Linked DNA regions of Bos taurus: region 2 is linked to region 1. The links are chromatin contacts, called in public Hi-C maps. All regions are on one chromosome and are shown on one strand. Each heading gives the region's core, a stretch centred on a gene start, on an enhancer-like site or on the middle of the called end of the contact. The rest is flanking DNA. Distances are from core to core; before and after follow the strand shown.

What was found. A called contact is a pair of places that touch in the nucleus more often than the background predicts.
Region 2: a Hi-C map of blastocyst shows a contact between it and region 1, with 4 times the contacts expected there. The contact joins two enhancer-like sites. A contact is called at or near these places in 3 of 11 Hi-C or Micro-C datasets (blastocyst, liver and skeletal muscle).

The regions. Positions count from the first base shown.
Region 1 is chr28:24,294,284-24,298,759 of ARS-UCD2.0, forward strand. No RefSeq gene overlaps it. Among named protein-coding and RNA genes, the nearest start is that of DNAJC12, 13 kb to the left of the region's middle. Within about 2 kb of position 1,963, at least 80 of the 102 cell types and tissues checked have an H3K27ac peak or open chromatin away from gene starts, as enhancers often do. A contact at or near this core is called in blastocyst, where this site is marked.
Region 2 is chr28:24,338,867-24,343,273 of ARS-UCD2.0, forward strand. No RefSeq gene overlaps it. Among named protein-coding and RNA genes, the nearest start is that of DNAJC12, 57 kb to the left of the region's middle. Within about 2 kb of position 1,760, at least 2 of the 102 cell types and tissues checked have an H3K27ac peak or open chromatin away from gene starts, as enhancers often do. A contact at or near this core is called in blastocyst, where this site is marked.

The DNA.
Region 1 (4,476 bases), core at 713-3,212:
AAATTAATAAACATGACTGTACAAAATTTATGCAGATGTGTAGTGGCAAAAAAAAAAAAATACAAATGTAAAATCAGAAGGTAGGTAAATAATGTACAAGGAAAAAAATTTCACAATTCCCATAACAGACAAAAGGCTGAGTTCCCTACTTTACAAAAAGTACCAAAAAATCAGTAAGAAAAAGATTAACAACCCAAGAGAAAACTGGATTAAGGATATGATTACTTTCAGAAATATAAATAGCCATTAAATGGATCAAGAAAAGTGCAGCCTCATTCATAATTATGAAACTGCTAATCATTCAAAGAAGATACATTGTTTACTTCTCAGAGAGGCAAAATTTCTAAAGTTGATAATACCCAGTGCTAGAATAGAAGGGAGGAAGCAAACACCTTCATACATTGCCGGATACTATAAATCAGTGTGTGTGTGCGTGCTCAGTTGTGTCTGACTTTGCAACCCTACAAACTGTAGCCCAACAGGCATCTCTGTCCCTGGGATTTCCCAGGCAAGAATACTGTAGTGGCTTACCATGCCCTCCTCCAGGGAATCTTCCTGACCCAGAGATCGAACTCGTGTCCACTGCATGGCGGACAGGCAGGTGAATTCTTTACCACTGAGCCACCTGGAAATTCCAGTGTAAACTGGTACAGTTTAGCAATTTGGTGATATTTGTAAACTTTTATAAAGCATATATCTCCTTGGCTCGATAATTTTTCTCTACAAATTTATCCTGTGGATTTACACCAAAATGTTCCAGGCAGTCATTGCAAAATTGTTTTCAACAGAAAAAAGTTGGAAATAATCAAAATGTCCCTCAATGGGATGGTGAAGAAGAGACCAATGGATGAATAAATTATGGTATTTTTGTTATGAAATACCATGCAAGCATTTAAAAAAGAGTAAGATAGCTCTTTTTGTGCAGTATGGAAAGATCTCTAAGATGAATTATCAAATGAAAAAGAAAGTTTAAGAAGAGTATGATGTCATTACCTCTTTTGCACAGTTTTTCATAATTCATATATTTATTGACCAAAAAAAAAAAAAATTCCCTGTATAAGTGGATCCCTGCATTTCAAAGACCATTTTGTTCAAGGGTCAACTATATGTACATTTGCACCTGATTTTTTTCTTTAAAAATCAAATTACGGATTCCTTTTAAGGGAGGGTGCTGAGCAGGTACAGAAAGCCTTTAATTTCAGTTTACATCTCTCAGAACTGTTAGTGTGAAGTCAATATAGTCATCCTACCACTTTTGTTTTCTGTATGCTTTTTATTCTATTTAATAATTTGTGTCTATCTCTTTGCTGGCCCGGCTTTCGAGATCTTAGTTCCCCCACCAGGAATGGAACCCAGGCCGCCTACAGTGGAAGCAGGGATCCCCACCCAACTGCACCCTCAGGGAATTCCCTTGGGATGCTTTTTAAAAGAACAAATACAATTTAATTTACACAAGCTGATTAAAAAGAAAAAAAAATTAACTTAAAAAAAATACATATACCAAATATAGAAATCACACAGAGATTTTTAACTTAGCGAAAGCTCTTCGCATGTGGCCCGTGAGAGGCCCAGCCTCGGAACCAGAAAAACCGCCCAGTCTCCTACAACCCAGGCGGCAATCGCCGTCCCAGGACTACAGCTCCCACAAGACATCGCGGAAATTGGCGTGTAAAAGGAGTGACAAAGGAAAGCCCAGTTACTTCCGGCCTCCCGTAAATGTCCCTCCGGAAGTGCATTAAAAAAAAAAAAAAAAAACAGATTTCAGAGGCTTTTAAGTGAGAAAAAAAAAGCTATATAAGAGCTCAAACGGAAAGTCTAGAAAAGTTTCCAAGCCCTAGGAGCTCCGAGCGAGAACAGAAATTAGGGAGCCCATAGAAATTAGGTGGGCTCCACGCGGACAACTCTGAGAGTCGTTCTCAGACTAGCAGCTTTCCTAGCAGCTACTCCGTTTTCCTTCCAGTCTAGCGCCAAGTTCTGCTATGCAGAATGAAATCGGCACCTTGCCCTTGCGGTCTTTCCGACCCCGAACTTCCAAGACGCCAAAGCCCAAGTTCCAGAAAGAGCCTGCAATCATTCGTTCTGATTTCCCACAACACGGGCCCCTGCTCCCTTCTCAAGCTGGGGTTTGGACATCAGCTGAGCGCTCTGATTAAAAACGTAATCTCATTTTTTATCTAGCTCCTACCTCTCAATGTCTTTTCTTCAGAATCTGCTGCTCCGTTCCAGCGTAATAATATTCAGTGGAAAGAAAACGGAACCTGCCAAGACCTTAACCTCACTCTTTCAGGCCTGCTTGCCAGAGCAAAAGAACATTCTGAGACAGGAAAAGGATATATTTTTAAAAAAAAAAAGAAAAGAAAAAGTCTTTCTGTTAAATCAGAAGTAAAATAGAATCTGTAAATGATTCGTTTAAGGCTGTTGAAACATTGCTTTGAAGCTTCAGTCAAGTGCAAAGTGCAGTGACAAATGCTAGTAATCCTCTTGTTAATGTGTGCAGATATTGATAGTGAGGGACAGAGGATAAAAGGGAACTCTGCTTAATTTGGCTGTGAACCTAAAACTGCTCTTCAAAGTTACTTATTAATTTTAAAAATAAAATAACAGTAACAACAGGAAGAATAATCACCATTATTGAGCTCCTACTGTATGCCATGAATAAAGCTAGCAATTGAACTGTGCTGTGTCCGACTCCAAAGCTCTTAGTGAACATAATGCATAAAAGTACTGCATCAGATTATTTGGCCAGAATTTCAGCATTTCAGAAAATGCACTTGACAAGGCTGTTAGGAAACCTGATTTCTAGTATCAGCTCTCCACTGGCTCCTTGTTGAGCCACACCACCTCGATTTGTGAAGGAGAATTCAAGACCAGAGCAATGATTCTCAAACTTAAAAGTGCACATGAATCACGTGGATTTGGTGAAGATGCAACTTCTGCTTCAGGATGTCTGGGAGAGGTCTGAGATTCTGCATTTCTGACACGCCCCCAGCTGAAGTCCCTGTTAATCCAGGAGTAGCAAAGGACAGAATGACCTCTGAGATTCTTTTAAATTCTAACACTCAGCATGGATCATTCTTTTCCACTCTAATCTTAGCACCTTTGCTCTTAAGGAAATATGGAAAGATATGTTTAAAAGGAGAATGACTGAAGTACAGATTCCTATCTGAAGCCAAAATGTGAAAATTAAAAATAACTGTAGACTATAGTGTCTCTGGAAAGATACACAAGAAACCCATAAGAGTACTTACCTTCAGGGAAGCAGACTTGATGATCCAAATACAGGAATGGAAGGTAAACGTTATACTTCTATAACTTTTGTAATTTCACTATATGTGTGCTTTCTCTTTTTAAAAAATAATTCATTTTTAATTATTGAAAAATGGCTTAATATGTCACTTGTTAGTGAGGCAGAAATCACCAGGTTTTTAGTTTAGACCTCCTGTTATTATCACAGATTTCTTTTAAACAGAAAGAAATTCCATGAACAATCACTCAATTATGTTTGGGAAACAAGCACTAAAATATCTCCCTGAGGTTTCAGCTTTTTCCTCCTCTTCTCAAATAGAACTACAGACAAATATATTAGTAAAGTGAAAGTGTTAGTCTCTTAGTTGTGTCCAACTCTTGCAACCCTATGGACTTATAGCCTGCCAGTCTCTATGTACATGGAATTCTCCAGGTAAGAATACTGGAGTGGGTAACCATTCCCTTCTCCAGAGGATCTTCCTGACCCAGGGATGGAACCAAGGTCTCCTGCGTTGCAGGCAGATTCTTTACTGTCTGAGCCACAAGGGAAGCCATATTAGCAGTATAGTAGTCAAATAAGATATAACGGCAATTTTAGGAAAATAGTGACTTAAGGGCATGAAACTGGGCCAAATAACTCATGAGATAACTTCTGGCAGTAAGATCAAGATTATCTGGTCTTATGAGTTCTGATTCCCAGATACCAGACCAGTGACCCTCTCTAGTCTGGCTGCACATTAAAATCACTTGGTGGGGAAGTTCCTGGTGATCCAGTGGTTAGGATTCTGGGCTTCCACTGCAGGGGGCCCGGGTTCAATCCCATAAGCCATGTGACCTGGCCAAAAATAATCACTTGGTGAATATATATATATATATACACACACATATTTATACACATATGTGTATATACATTTACATACACAACAGTGCCAAGACCCTTCTTTAGAGCAATTAAAATGGACTTCCTGGGGTTGAGGCATGGGTATTTTTTTTTAAGGCTATCACCAGAGATTAAAATGTGCATCAAGGTATGACCTAGACTAAGGATATCAATCGGATACCAGGATTATTCCAAGTACAAATGGAATAAAAACAAGAAACTTCTAATGAATACTTCGTGTCATAGGCCCCATCATCCTCTTTAGTAAATTCAAAGAATCCATTGGCTCTGATAAATTCACAGTACAGTGTATGTTTGCCAAAAGGAACTGAAATCTAAATATAGAATAA
Region 2 (4,407 bases), core at 510-3,009, 44 kb after region 1:
GAGTGTGGAGGAAAAGAATCCCCCTTAACTATTGGCAGGAATATACTTTGGCAGCAGCCAGTATAATGGACATTCTCCTAAAGCCTAAAAAACATCTATCAAGAGAGGCTAAATCTAGAATCCAGCAGTCCCACAGCTGAGTCTATATTCTGAGAAAATTAGAAGTTAAAAGGTACATGAACCCCAACAGGCAGTGAAGCACTAACTCACAACAGCTTTGACAAAGAACCCGCATAAACTCTACCGACAGATTAAAGCTGAAACAAGATGTGGTACATATACACAATGGAGAGTTACATGAAAAATCAAAACTGAAATTAGGAAATTATGCCACTGGTAGCCACAGGGATGGGCCTTAGAGAATCATATCCTAAGAGAAATCAGTCAGACAGAGGAAGGCAATAGCATATTATGTCCTTTCTAGGAAATACTGGAAAAGAAAAAAAAAAATACAAAAGAACTCAATAAGAGACTCTGAGAATTCAAAGTCAAACAAAGGGATCCATAGTGAAGGGCGGGGAATAAATTAGGAGGTCAGGATTAACATAGACACAGAAATCTTTATCTTTAATAGATCATCAACAAGGATTACCCACTTGGGTCCTTCCTGAGAGCCAGCCTGTCCCCCTGCCTGCCAGTCTTCCACATGTACACATACATCTTTCTCTCAGAGATCATGCACAAGGATTATCTCCTTCCTTCCTTCCTAACTTCCTCATATACACAGAAAACTGGATCTGAGATTAGATAATCCACAAGAGCCTGATGCTCAGCACTAGGCTACACCTTCTATGGGAAAAAATTTTTTTAAAAAGCAAAGAGATACTTCATACATATGTAACACACGAATTGGGCGGTTGTACACGGGACTGCAAGGAGATGCAACCAGTTCATCCTAAAGGAAATCAGTCTTGACTATTCATTGGAAGGACTGATGCTGCAGTTGAAGCCCCAATACTTTGGCCACCTGATGCAAAAAACTGACTCATCTGAAAAGACCCTGATGCTGGGAAAGATTGAAGGCAGGAGGAGAAGGGGACGACAGAGGATGAGATGGTTGGGTGGCATTACTGACTTAATGGACATGAGTTTGAGTAAACTCCAGGAGTTGGTGATGAACAGGGAAGCCTGGCGTGCTGCAGTCCACGGGGTTGCAAAGAGTCGGACACAACTGAGCGACTGACCTGAACTGAACACTGAAGACAAGAACAAGAGTACTCCAACACAGCATTGGCACGATGTTAAAGGAAAGAAAAGAAAGGCAATGCCTACTTGATTCCCTCCAGTCTCCCTGACTGGAGCTACTATCCCATCCCTGGAGCCTGAACAGGCTTGGTTTCCTCTGCTGGACTGGGGTGGGATGGAGACAGCCTGATAGGGTGCCCTTCATTGAGCCCTTTTTAAACCTCTACTGTCTGCTTGGCTCTGGCTGGGATCAGAGCTCAGAGTTGGATCAAGTCCTCGAGGATTTTGGAGGCAATAGTCACCTAGCTTCCTGCTAGGTGCTGCTGGGGTTCCCAGCTCAATTCTCCTTACTCACGGTGTAGCCTCCTGGGCACCTTAGCCCCCTCAGCTGGGTGCTGTGGCCCCCACTGGGATTCATCTAGGGGTTAAGGGCACGAAGTTTTAGACAGAAGAAGTACTGGGACACAAGCCCTTTTGTGTTTGCGCAGGCACATTCCACCCTACTTCATAGCCCAGGAAGTCAACTTTCCCTAAGGCTCTGTTTGCAGCCGCAGGAACCAAAAGTTGGGTTTTGGAAAGTGCTGCCGCCTTGTGGACCTTTCTGTAACTGCAACTTGACCACTGGTGCTTACTGGCACTTCTAACTTACAAGGTCTGGTGGTGCTGGCTTAGTCGCTAAGTCGTGTAGGGCTCTTGCGACCCCATGGACTGTAGCTTGCCAGGCTCCTCTGTTCATGGGATTCTCCAGGCAAGAATACTGGAGTGGGTTGCCATTTCCTTCTCCAAGGGGTCTTCCCAACCCAGGAATCGAACCCTAGTCTCCTGCATTGCAGGCAGATTCTTTACCGACTGAACTATGAGGGAAGTCCTGGGGCATTGTTAATGACAGCTGCCCTCAGGAAATGTCCTGGGGGAGGGATTTACAAACACGTTCAGTTCAGTTCAGTGTCCGACTCTTTGTGACCCCATGAATCACAGCACTCGAGGCCTCCCTGTCCATCACCAACTCCCTGAGTTCACTCAGACTCACATCCATCGAGTCGGTGATGCCATCAGCCATCTCATCCTCTGTCGTCCCCTTTTCCTTCTGCCCACAATCCCTCCCAGCATCAGAGTTTTTTCCAATGAGTCAACTCTTTGCATGAGGTGGCCAAAGTACTGGAGTTTCAGCTGTAGAATCATTCCTTCCAAAGAACACCCAGGACTGATCTCCTTCAGAATGGACTGGTTGGATCTCCCTGCAGTCTAAGGAACTCTCAAGAGTCTTCTCCAACACCACAGTTCAAAAGCATCAATTCTTCGGTGCTCAGCCTTCTTCACAGTCCAACTCTCACATCCATACATGACCACTGGAAAAACCATAGCCTTGACTAGACGGACCTTTGTTGGCAATGTAATGTCTTTGCTTTTGAATATGCTATCTAGGTTGGTCATAACTTTTCTTCCAAGGAGTAAGCGGCTTTTAATTTCGTGGCTGCAGTCACCATCTGCAGTGATTTTGGAGCCAAAAAAATGAAGTCTGACACTGTTTCCACTGTTTCCCCATCTATTTCCCATGAAGTGATGGGACCAGATGCCATGATCTTCGTTTTCTGAATGTTGAGCTTTAAGCCAATTTTTTCACTCTCCACTTTCACTTTCATCAAGAGGCTTTTGAGTTCCTCTTCACTTTCTGCCATAAGGGTGGTGTCATCTGCCTATCTGAGGTTATTGATATTTCTCCCGGCAATCTGGATTCCAGCCTGTGCTTCATCCAGCCCAGCGTTTCTCATGATGTACTCTGCATATAAGTTAAATAAGGGTGACAATATACAGCCTTGAAGTACTCCTTTTCCTATTTGGAACCAGTCTGTTGTTCCATGTCCAGTTCTAACTGTTGCTTCCTGACCTGCATATAGGTTTCTCAAGAGGCAGGTCAGGTGGTCTGGTATTCCCATCTCTTTCAGAATTTTCCACGAATTACCCCCCGCCCAAGGCCAGGGGCGGCGGCTGAGAGGAGCAACCCCACGTCCAAGGAGCGGTGGCTGCGCAGGGAGGGCCTAGAGGAGCTACTCCACGTTCAAGGTCAGGAGGGGTGGCAGTGAGGAGATACCCCTCGTCCAAGGTAAGGAGCAGCAGCTGTGCTTTGCTGGAGCAGCCATGAAGAGATACCCCACGTCCAAGATAAGAGAAACCCAAGTAAGACGGTAGGTGTTGCAAGAGGGCATCAAAGGGCAGACACACTGAAACCATACTCACAGAAAACTAGTCAATCTGATCACACTAGGACCACAGCCTTACAAACACTATGGAGTATCTAAAAGCCACTTGCCACTGGTAATTTTTCTCACATTCTTAAAAAGAAATTTAAATAAAATACCACACTGCCTCATGGGACAAGATGCTCAGCACTTGTAATTACTGCAGGAATGCCAAACAAAAGGACAACCAGAAATCAAATCCCACCATTCACAATGGGCATCCTCACAAGTTCACAGACAATAAAGGCAGGAGAGAGCCCGGAGGAAAGGGAACACCGCACACTGCCGCTGGGAATGTACGTTGGCAATATCCTCTATAAGGGATAGTCTCCACACGCCAGAAAAAACTATCAAGAGAGCTAAACCTAGAACCTGAACGCATATTTTCATAAAGGAAGTATAGAAAATAAGATTCTCACATATGGAAATACACACCCATATTTCAAACAGAAAATACAAAAATTTGATTTTCTTATACGGAAATATACACCCAAATTTTCATACAGGAAACATAGAAAATTCGATTTTCTTATATGGAAATATTCACCCATAATTTCATATAGGAAATATAGAAAGTTCTATTTTCTTTTATGGAAATATGCACCCACATTTCCATACATGACATATAGAAAATTTTATTTTCATATATGGATATATGCACCCATGTGTTCTTACATGATAAGTAGAAAATTCCATTTTCATATATGGAAATGTCCACCCACATTTCATATATGAAATATAGAAACGATTGAAATAATGCCAGTTTCAGCAACGTAATCCTGGAGGTTATCAAAGTGAAGTAAGTCAGAAACACAAATACCGTATGATGTCACCTATATGCGGAAACTAAAATATGACACAAATGACTTTATCTATGAAAGAGAATCAGATTCACAGATATAGAGAACTAACAGGGAAAGCAGAAGTGGGAGAGGCAAGATCGGGTTAGCGGATTAAGAGATACAAACCATGTAGAAAATAA